2 separate regions of the Sus scrofa genome follow, and region 2 is linked to region 1. The links are chromatin contacts, called in public Hi-C maps. All regions are on one chromosome and are shown on one strand. The core of a region is the stretch at or near the end of the contact, and the rest is flanking DNA. Distances in the headings are between cores, read along the strand shown. Region 1 holds the start of CLN8 (CLN8, transmembrane ER and ERGIC protein). Region 2 has its middle 21 kb from the start of MYOM2.

Region 1 (4,311 bases), core at 1,126-3,625:
GATGCAGAGCCAAGGACCAAGGGGGGAGGGCAGCAGGCGTGGTGCAAGCATTCCAGGCAGTAATGGGGGACTTGCTCCCAGGACCCAGAAATCCAGGACGAAACACCAGCCTTTCAAATTCTCCCCACAGAGAAAGCTTCAGCCTGGCTTCTGGGTCCACAACACTTCAAGGTAACCTTCCTGAAGAGTTAACCTTTTAGTGTCTTATCTAGAGAAAGAAATGCAGATGGATTAAGGTCCAACACTGCAACAAAGACTCAGGTGAGCCAGAGCAGAAGCAGGGACACCCCACCACCACCACCCCAGGGCCATCAAGAAACAGAAACAACTCCCTATAAAAACCCAACACTTGTCACCCTTTAAACCCTATAAACACGCCCTATTCCCATCTGTTTTAATCCTCCTGGTTACACCCCTTCCTACACCGCTGCAGCACAGAGGTTCTGGGTCTGACCTGTCCCCATGGGTCTCCGGGACACAGGAGTGAGCTGATCCACCTGAGGCATGAGGGGACAGGGCCAGGCCTTGGGTGGGGGCTCTTCAGGGACGAGCGGAGGCGCTGTTGCCTTGGACTAGGTGGCACCCCCAGGGTGAGCCAGGCCCTGCTCTGGATGCAGCACAGACTAGGTGGGAGGGCAGAGCCCCAGTGCCCACTCCCCTTGACCAGACCCCTCTCCTTCCCTGGCACAGGGTACCCTGGGGTCACCCTGTCCTGCTGCTGCAGGCTTGCCTCCCCCCAGTCCCCAGACTGAGGGCTTCTTGTCACCTGGGGCCACTGTTGCCTTCCCTGACACGGCCGCAGACCCATGAGCACTGATGACGCTGTTCCTTCAATCCTGGTGGCTTCGAAGCTCACCATCCCAGTACCTCGGAGGTCGAGGTAGAGGAACTGTGGCCATGAGGGAGGTGATTCCCTGGGGGGCGGGGGGGGAGGCCTTGTCCCCTGACTCCCCACGTCCCATTTTCTATAAGATCTATTTACAAAAACTTCCTCTCATTCTTTTTTGTATAAGGTTTAGTGGCTTCTATTGCACCAGACCAGGCGATTTTTTTGAAATTTATTAGAGTGTCAGCCCCGGCACTACAGTAGCCAGGCAGTAGGGTCCCCAGGATGTGACCCTGGCCACCAGGGCCCCCCAGCTCTGACAAAGAAGCATCTATGAGCACCTTCTGATCACTGGTGGCTAAACTGATACAAAAGTTGGAAATATTGCCCAAAAAAGAGGAGAACTCATGCTGTTTTATGTCATGCTGAATTGCTGCTTACAAACCCCTGAGGGTTCACTTGACTTTCCAGGAGAGACAACAGTGAGACAGGCCCAGACTTCAGTCTATGAGGTTAACCTGGCAACACTGACAAGACACAAAAGCTCTCCTCTTGGCCCAAAGAAGGTAAAATCCCAAAGGCTGTGGCTCATTGCTCTCCAGTGGCATCCCTGCTCAGTCAGATAATGCAAACTGACATGTGCTCCTTATCAGCTGGACAGATGTTTCTAACATTTTGAGAGTTACACTTCGTCAGTTCAAAAAGATTTTTTCCAAGATTAAAGAAACAACATGCTCAATAAACAAAATTCAGAAAATATAAACCAGCATAAAAATACAAAATTCAAACCTAGTAATCCTCCTACCCAGCTCTAAACACTATTACTATATTGGGGGGGCGGGGTGCTGGGTCAATCCTCTTGCCAAATGTGAGCTTTTACGTTTTTTTTCTTCTTCATGAAAAACATACACGCTGCCTTTCGCCTAATTCTTTTCAGCATGATGTTCACAGTTCTCTTGTAAACCCTCTTCTCGAGGGAGTCTGTGCACAGACCACTCTGCAGTGAACATCTCTGAAGTCACCCCAGGAACTTACTGCTCAGCTCTAATAATCAGGGATAAGACGCTCGTTGACCAGTCCCTCAGCGTGCAAGACCTGGACTCTCGGAAGGGGCTGAGCTCCCAGGTGGACCAGCCGGCTGCACCCCTGCTACCGGGGCCCGGACTGGCTCCCACTCCGCTCGGATCGAGCCCCCACGCGGCTCATCGGTACACGGGCGGAACTGGCCTCTGCTCCACCGCTCACCTGTCGACGGAGCGCCAGACCGACCTGAACCTGCCCGGCTCACCTGCAGACGGCGTGACCCGCCCCCTGCCCCGCTCACCTGCGGACCGGGCGGCCGGACCGGTCCACGGCCCACAGTCAGCCCAGGCCTCCAAGCACCGCAGGCCAGACGTGGTCACGCGGGGCTCCTCCGCGCGAGGACGCGGGGTTCTGCGGTCCAAGATGAGGAGCAGACAAGACTCACACACCCACCAGCGCCCAGCGTCCACCTGCACAAAGATGGGTCACGACCCGCGCCCAAGCCGCCGCGCATGCGCATTCGGGATGGGGAAAAACGCACCGCGGCCGGACGCTACCAAGGGCGCAGCCGCGGGGGGGGGAGTGGGCTGTACCATACCGGGGGGGGCGCGGGCTGTACTGTGGGAGGGGGGCCGGATCTGCACTCGCCGCCCCTCCTCACTGGCCTGTACCGTGAGCTGGCCCGGGACTTACCCCTCCCGTCCCAGGTCGACCCTTCCGGAGCGGTGCTAAACCAGGAAGGAGTCTTCCGAGTCCACCCAGAGCTCGCGGGGGTCCCGGGGCCCCCAGGTTCGGCGACGCCTCTGAACTCACCGCCCGCGGGGACGACCCTGCGGAGGACCCTAGGAGACCCCACGGAGCCCCCTGAAAGCTCGGCTGCCAAGGTCCGCGGGAGGCCGCCCTTTCCCGGCGGTGACATTGGTCCAACCCAGCCCGCACCTCTGCAGAGGCCAGCCCAGGGCCACGGAACGAGCCTCAGGTGCAGTTTCGCTTCCTGCCCCTGTCAGCCTTGCTCCCACCACGCCAACCCTGCGCTCAGAATCCGCATTTGTGAACCGGAAAGGATCACAACGCCGGCTGGTACGGTGGGAGGATTCCGCATTAGCACCCGGAGCAGGCTGCGTGGCTCACCTGTCTGCAGAGTGTAAAAAAGGCCTTAGCTGTTTGACAGCTTGTGAAGCGCGTACTGTGGGCGGTGCAGTCAGGCCTTGCCAGCCCCCCTGGGGTAGCCCATAGCCCATGTGCAGGGCACCCGCGAGGTGCCGCTGGGGTCCTAGAGTTCACTAGTGGGTGTAGGTGCCAGGATCCAGACAGCCAGGAGCACCCTCTCCAGGCCTGACTCAGAGAGCCCGGGGCTCCACATCCACCAGCTGAAACTACCTGCTTGAGCTCCGACCTCAGGTGTGAAGAGTAGATGCAGACCTGACCCCAGGCCAGCCTAATGCTCACGTGTCCCTACAGCCTGCCCTCCCCTGATCTCACCCTGAATCTTCTTTCTTTCCTGAACTTATCACCGCTGGACACTTTGTATTTTCATGGGTTTGTTTTAGCTATTTTCTGTGTCCTCTGATTAAAATGTTAGCAGCATGGGAGGAGAATGTGGTCCTGTCACTCCTGTATCCCCAGCACTTGGGAATGTGCCTGTCACTCCTGTATCCCCAGCACTTGGGAATCACCCATGATTCACACACATCTGCTGAAAATACGGGAAATCACATGGAAAGCCTTCTTTCCTCCCTACACCCACCCTGGTGTAGGGAGACCATATGAGAGACACACAGTAAATGTACTGAGTTGGATTAAAAACGACAGCTCTGGAGACTCACTCTTGTTTTGTGTTGCTTCCCCTTCCCAAAGTCTCCCAGTGGTGAAGAGAATTTGAGGATGAAATAAGATGTTTAAATTATCAACACCTCTTGAAAACAAAGTATCAACAATGATTGTATCTTCTGATTTTCTGATTCTCATCAAGGTTCAGCTAAATCCTGAGTCTCCTGTAGAAACAGAGATCTGGTGCTCAAGGTGCTGCCACTTCCCCAGTCATTGCCCTCACTCTTGGTGTCCTCTGTGCATGCTGTGACCAGGTCCGCCTTTCAAATGAGGAACTGGGCTCAGAAAGGTGAAGTGGTGACCTGATTAGCATGCTGGCAGTAAATTTCTCAGCTTAGGTTAAGATGTTCAAGGACTGTATTTTTCTGCTATGCTACTTTTATTTTTATTTTCTTTTATTGTCTTTTTAGGGCCACACCTGCGGCATATGGACGTTCCCAGGCTAGGGGTCTAATCAGAGCTGCAGCTGCCGGCCTACGCCACAGCCACAGCCACACCAGATCTGAGCCACGTCTGTGACCACCTCTCAAGGCAACACAGGATCCTTAACCCACTGAGCAACGCCAGAGATCGAATCCGCATCCTCATGGATACTAGTTGGGTTTGTTAACCACTGAGCCATGACAGGAACT
Region 2 (4,311 bases), core at 1,309-3,808, 220 kb before region 1:
GGAGGTTGGCAGGGAATTGAGAAGGAAAGACTGAATCTTTCTGCCACAGCAGCCTCGCAGGGAGTTCTAACCCCCGACCCCTGACCCCGCTGGCACGGCCCCCTCCCCTCCTGGTCCACACTGGCCTGCAGGGGCTGCAGTGGTCCTACAACACACCTGTGCTTCTGTGATGCTTCATTTCAGGTGTCAGCTCTATGGCCTGGCCCAGATGCCTGATTAAACACAGTTACTGGGTGGTCTGGTGGCACCACCCAATCCCCCCAGGACGGAAATGCACTGGGTAAAGCACCCCCTGCCCTTCAGGCTCCCGGGCCCTCAGATTCAGGGCAAGGGAAGAGGTCGACACAGAGGCCCCCAGGCCTCCGGCCTCCAGCTGCACCACCCACCAGCTATCCCGGGCGCCTCTAGGGCTCCTCAGCCTCCAGCATCATGGGAGCAAATACCTTATGACAGACGTTTTCTAGAAATAGAGATGTAAGTCTGGACAGAGATTTGCATATAGACAGCAGTCACAAACAGTCATCTCCATGTCCACATGGCTGTCGGGATCTCCACAGCTGGACCTCCTCCTGGCCTGTCTCCCTGAGACACCCCCCCCCCAGGAGCCCCCTGACTTCTAACCAAAGATGATGCTGGCTGTGTGATACAAACATCCCAGGAGCAGGAGAGGAGGCCAGGCAGGTGGGCACAGAGGGGCAGCCAATTAAGACCCTTCCTGTGGCCCCTGGAGGACATGTGTGTGTCTGCGTGTGTCGGCCCATGTGTGTGTATCTGTGTGTCTGTATGTGTGTGTCTGAGTATCTGTGTCTGTGTGTGAGTATGTCTGTGTTTCTGTGTTTGTGTCTCTGTGTGAGTCTGTGTCTGTGTGTATCTGTATTTATGTGTCTGTGTGTGTCTATGTATGCCTGTCTGTGTGTCTGTATTTGTGTGTCTGTAGGGGGGGATAACTGCTCACCCCCACTTTGTGTGATAAGCTCTGATGTTGGTTATTCTGCTCTATTTCAATCCATAGGTGCAGCTGCATCCCAGCAGATTGATTTCCTGATGCATGAGTCACACCTGAGGTCTGGAAACACTGATGGGTAAGGCAGCTGATTCCTGCTGGCGTTTCTGGGGCTTAGAAAGTGCCTGGCCATGTGGGGCGGGACCAAGTACTGGCTACCCAGAATGAGAAAAACAAAAACAAGCAGCAGTTGGAGGTGGGCAGGGGCATCCTGGCAGCTCCCCCCTCCCCCACGACCCCGCAGTTTCTGGAATCTCAAATCTCATCTGACGCAGTCCACATCCAGTCCGCTGAGGACTGGGGGCTCTCTGCTTCCTGCCAAGGGGCAGCCGAGGGCTGAGTCCCACTGTGTCCCCCACCTGTGCTGAGCCCTGGTTCATGGGAAACAAAGCAGAGGGATGGGGGTGGAGGAGGCAGTCAGGGGCCTCTGGTCTTTGATGCTTGTCCCTCAGGATGTCGAAGTCACTGATGAGTTTGCTTTTCTCCCGCAAGATGGTTCTAACCACCCCCCCTTCCCCGCTTGGTCCCTGCTCCTGAGGGGGCAGAAGATCACCCACCCTGCACTCAAGGGTCTCAGGGCTCTGTTGCGGTCACAGCCCTCCGCCCACAGGTGCTGAGCACCTGTCTTGCTCACTCACAGCATTGTCCTCCCTGCCTCAGCTTCATGGGGACACATCGTGGGGATGGGTGGACAGCCCAATGGCCTTGGCACAGGCACCCTCACTGCATCCCGCTCCTCCATCCACTAGTGCCCAAGGCTGAGGACCTTCTGAAGGCCCATCGCGCGTCAAAGGCAAGACCCAAGGGGCCCTCTGGAAGCACTGGCCCCCATGACCTTGTCTCCCCTCCCGTCACCTCCCATGCTCCCCACAACCACGCCAAGCCCACAGCCAGCCCTGCTCAGCCACCTGCCCATCCCTCGCTTGTCTGGCTTGCCACCAACAGCAGTCCCCCAGCTACGGCGTCCCGGGGTCTGTCCTGCACTGGGCTTGGGACTGCCTTCTCCAGGAAGCCCTCCCTGACCCTCAGGACCCCAGTCATACCAGCGGCGGGGGCACAGCTGTGCTAGGCCTGCTCATGCTCATGGCACAGCAGGAACTCAAGAACTGCTGAAATAACTGCTCCTACTTCCGCTTTGATAGGATCCTTCCCTTCCTAGAATCCGAATAGCCATTTGAGTTTAATGCATTTGAACGGGGCCAAAGAAAGTATCAGAAACGATTAGTGACTGGACGGGGCGGGGGTGGGGACCAGAGCCAAGGCTTAGAGAAGGACCTTGCTGACACGCTCACAAACTCCCTGGACTGCGACTTTGTGGCAAAGGGACACAGAGATCGACATCAAAGAAAACCCTTTAACCACTAAGGAGAGCTGTGAGGAATTAACAGCTTCCTCTTGCTTTTCTCTACTGTGGTCCCTGCTCTGGGAGCAGTTGTCGCATTTGCTCCTGGATGCCATCCCGCTGGAACCGAGGAAACACGAGGAATTCAGACCAGAGCCCACAGTAAGAAAGAGCCTTTGTCTGTCCTTTGTTCCCACAGCCGCTTTCACACACACAAAGGCGGCCGTGGACACTGCTCTGCTGTGTCCCTGCCCTGGGTGTTTACAGACAGGGTCTGTGACCAGCAAGAGGGGATGGGACGCGCCATGTGTGCAGAACAGTGCCTGGCAGATCAGGGCGTCGGCTGTAAAGTCCTTCCAAGGAGGAGGACACTGAGGATGAATGGCAGAAAAGTGCAGAAGAAATGGAATGGGAACTGCCGGTGAGGTCTGCACACGAGACATGCTGCGGTCCTGTCCCCGCCCCAAGCCAGCTGCCCTGAAGGTGCTGATTTTGCCCCGAAGGTGCCCTGCCTTGGAGGAGATTCCAGGACTCTGCGCCCTGACAGAAACTGAGATTTACTGCCATCCCTACGTCTGGTTACCATGGCCTTGGGCTCCGCCAGCCACAGCTCACAAAGGCTGCCGTCCTGGGCCTTTCAGACCCAAATTGAAGCTGCTTTTAGAGCAGCAGACGTGACCACATCCTCCTGTAAGTTCCCTCTAGCATCCCAAAGTTTCATTTGCAGAGTAAACACGCTCTAAATGGCCACAGCTGTTGTGCAGCTTTGCGCTGGCCACGGAGGCCTCGGTCTTGACCTCCCACATCCCAGGAACGCCGGCTGAAGGAAAACAGCCTTCGTGACCCACAGACCCGATATCAAGTTACTCCTACATTATCCAGAGGGGCCCGTGGTCTAAAACCCAGGAGGAAACAGGGCAGCCTGGCTTGGCGTGTGCAGTACATTTCAATGATGACACAATGCTGAAACCGCGGCAAAGGATGTGATGTATATTTTTCAGATATTAATTTTTTTTCTTAGATCATATGTGCAAGCCCAATTATACCATCACTGCTCAAATTTTAGAGCATTTCCAAATTATGCCATGGAAGTAGAAGATGTTATCGGAATGCATAAGAAAGGTTAATATCGAATTTGCAGAAAAGGCGTGGGGTTGGACTTGAATCTCACTGGTCTCTGAGCATTGCCCCCAACAGGGCTGCCTGTTCTGCCCAAGGACCCCACAGCTCCATCCAGACTTCAACACCAGGACTGTCCGCCAAACTCCAACAGGGCCACCAGCCCCTTGAAGCTGTGTCCCAGGAGGACAGACCCCAAAGAGGCCCCAGGCTGCCGGGAGAGCCCACTGTCTGTGCCAGTTGCAGCCCTGACCCTCCCAAGAGCATTTACTAACTAGAGCTGATGAGAGTGAGCTCCTCCTCTGTGTGGGGACAGCTGTGGACCTGCCACAGCCCAGGAGCATCTGTCAAGGGCCCTAGAGTCATGCCTTCCAGACAGAATCTTCAGGAAGGACAGGGCCGGGGTCCCAGGCCCTGGGGAGGGCAGAGTCCTGACTCTGGAAACTGCCACCTGCAGACACACAGCAGGCCTTGGCACCGTCCCCGGGTCCCCTGTGTCCCGTCCTGCTCCTTCAGCCTCCCTGGAAGTTGCTGTCACCTCTGTGTGAATCCCGGGGGCCCTGGCCCTTCCCACTGTGGGTAGGAACTGAAGAGACATTGTCACCACTTTAACTGAGATCCCTTGTCTGTCCTCGAGGGGTTTCAAGGTCAGGAGGACTGGCTCAAACCCAAGCCTTGGTCTGGGGGGGAGGGAGGATGGCCACCAGGATGTCGTCTTGAGCATCGGGTGTTGGGGGCAGTGAGCCTGGACCCTGTAAGGATGGGGGCCGGGACATGAGAGCTGTGGGCACAGGCACGTGACAGTGGGGCCAGAGCAGCTGGTAAAGAAAGAGCAGGGGGTGGATGG

The links. A called contact is a pair of places that touch in the nucleus more often than the background predicts.
Region 2: a Hi-C map of fetal skeletal muscle shows a contact between it and region 1, with 3 times the contacts expected there. The contact joins the enhancer-like site here to the promoter of CLN8 in region 1. A contact is called at or near these places in 1 of 5 promoter capture datasets (fetal skeletal muscle), 23 of 47 Hi-C or Micro-C datasets (adipose tissue, alveolar macrophages, blood and 15 more) and 2 of 2 datasets of contacts at active chromatin or transcription factors (alveolar macrophages and skeletal muscle).

What each region holds. Positions count from the first base shown.
Region 1 is chr15:33,286,359-33,290,669 of Sscrofa11.1, reverse strand. It overlaps CLN8 (CLN8, transmembrane ER and ERGIC protein), which reads right to left and starts at 2,375. Exons shown (of 3, transcript NM_001244565.1): 1 at 2,151-2,375. LOC110257074 (splicing factor, proline- and glutamine-rich-like) reads left to right here and starts at 2,342. Exons shown (of 2, transcript XM_021075674.1): 1 at 2,342-2,828. The coding sequence starts at 2,362.
Region 2 is chr15:33,506,533-33,510,843 of Sscrofa11.1, reverse strand. No RefSeq gene overlaps it. Among named protein-coding and RNA genes, the nearest start is that of MYOM2, 21 kb to the left of the region's middle. Within about 2 kb of position 2,558, at least 21 of the 83 cell types and tissues checked have an H3K27ac peak or open chromatin away from gene starts, as enhancers often do. A contact at or near this core is called in alveolar macrophages, brain, fetal skeletal muscle and 1 more, where this site is marked.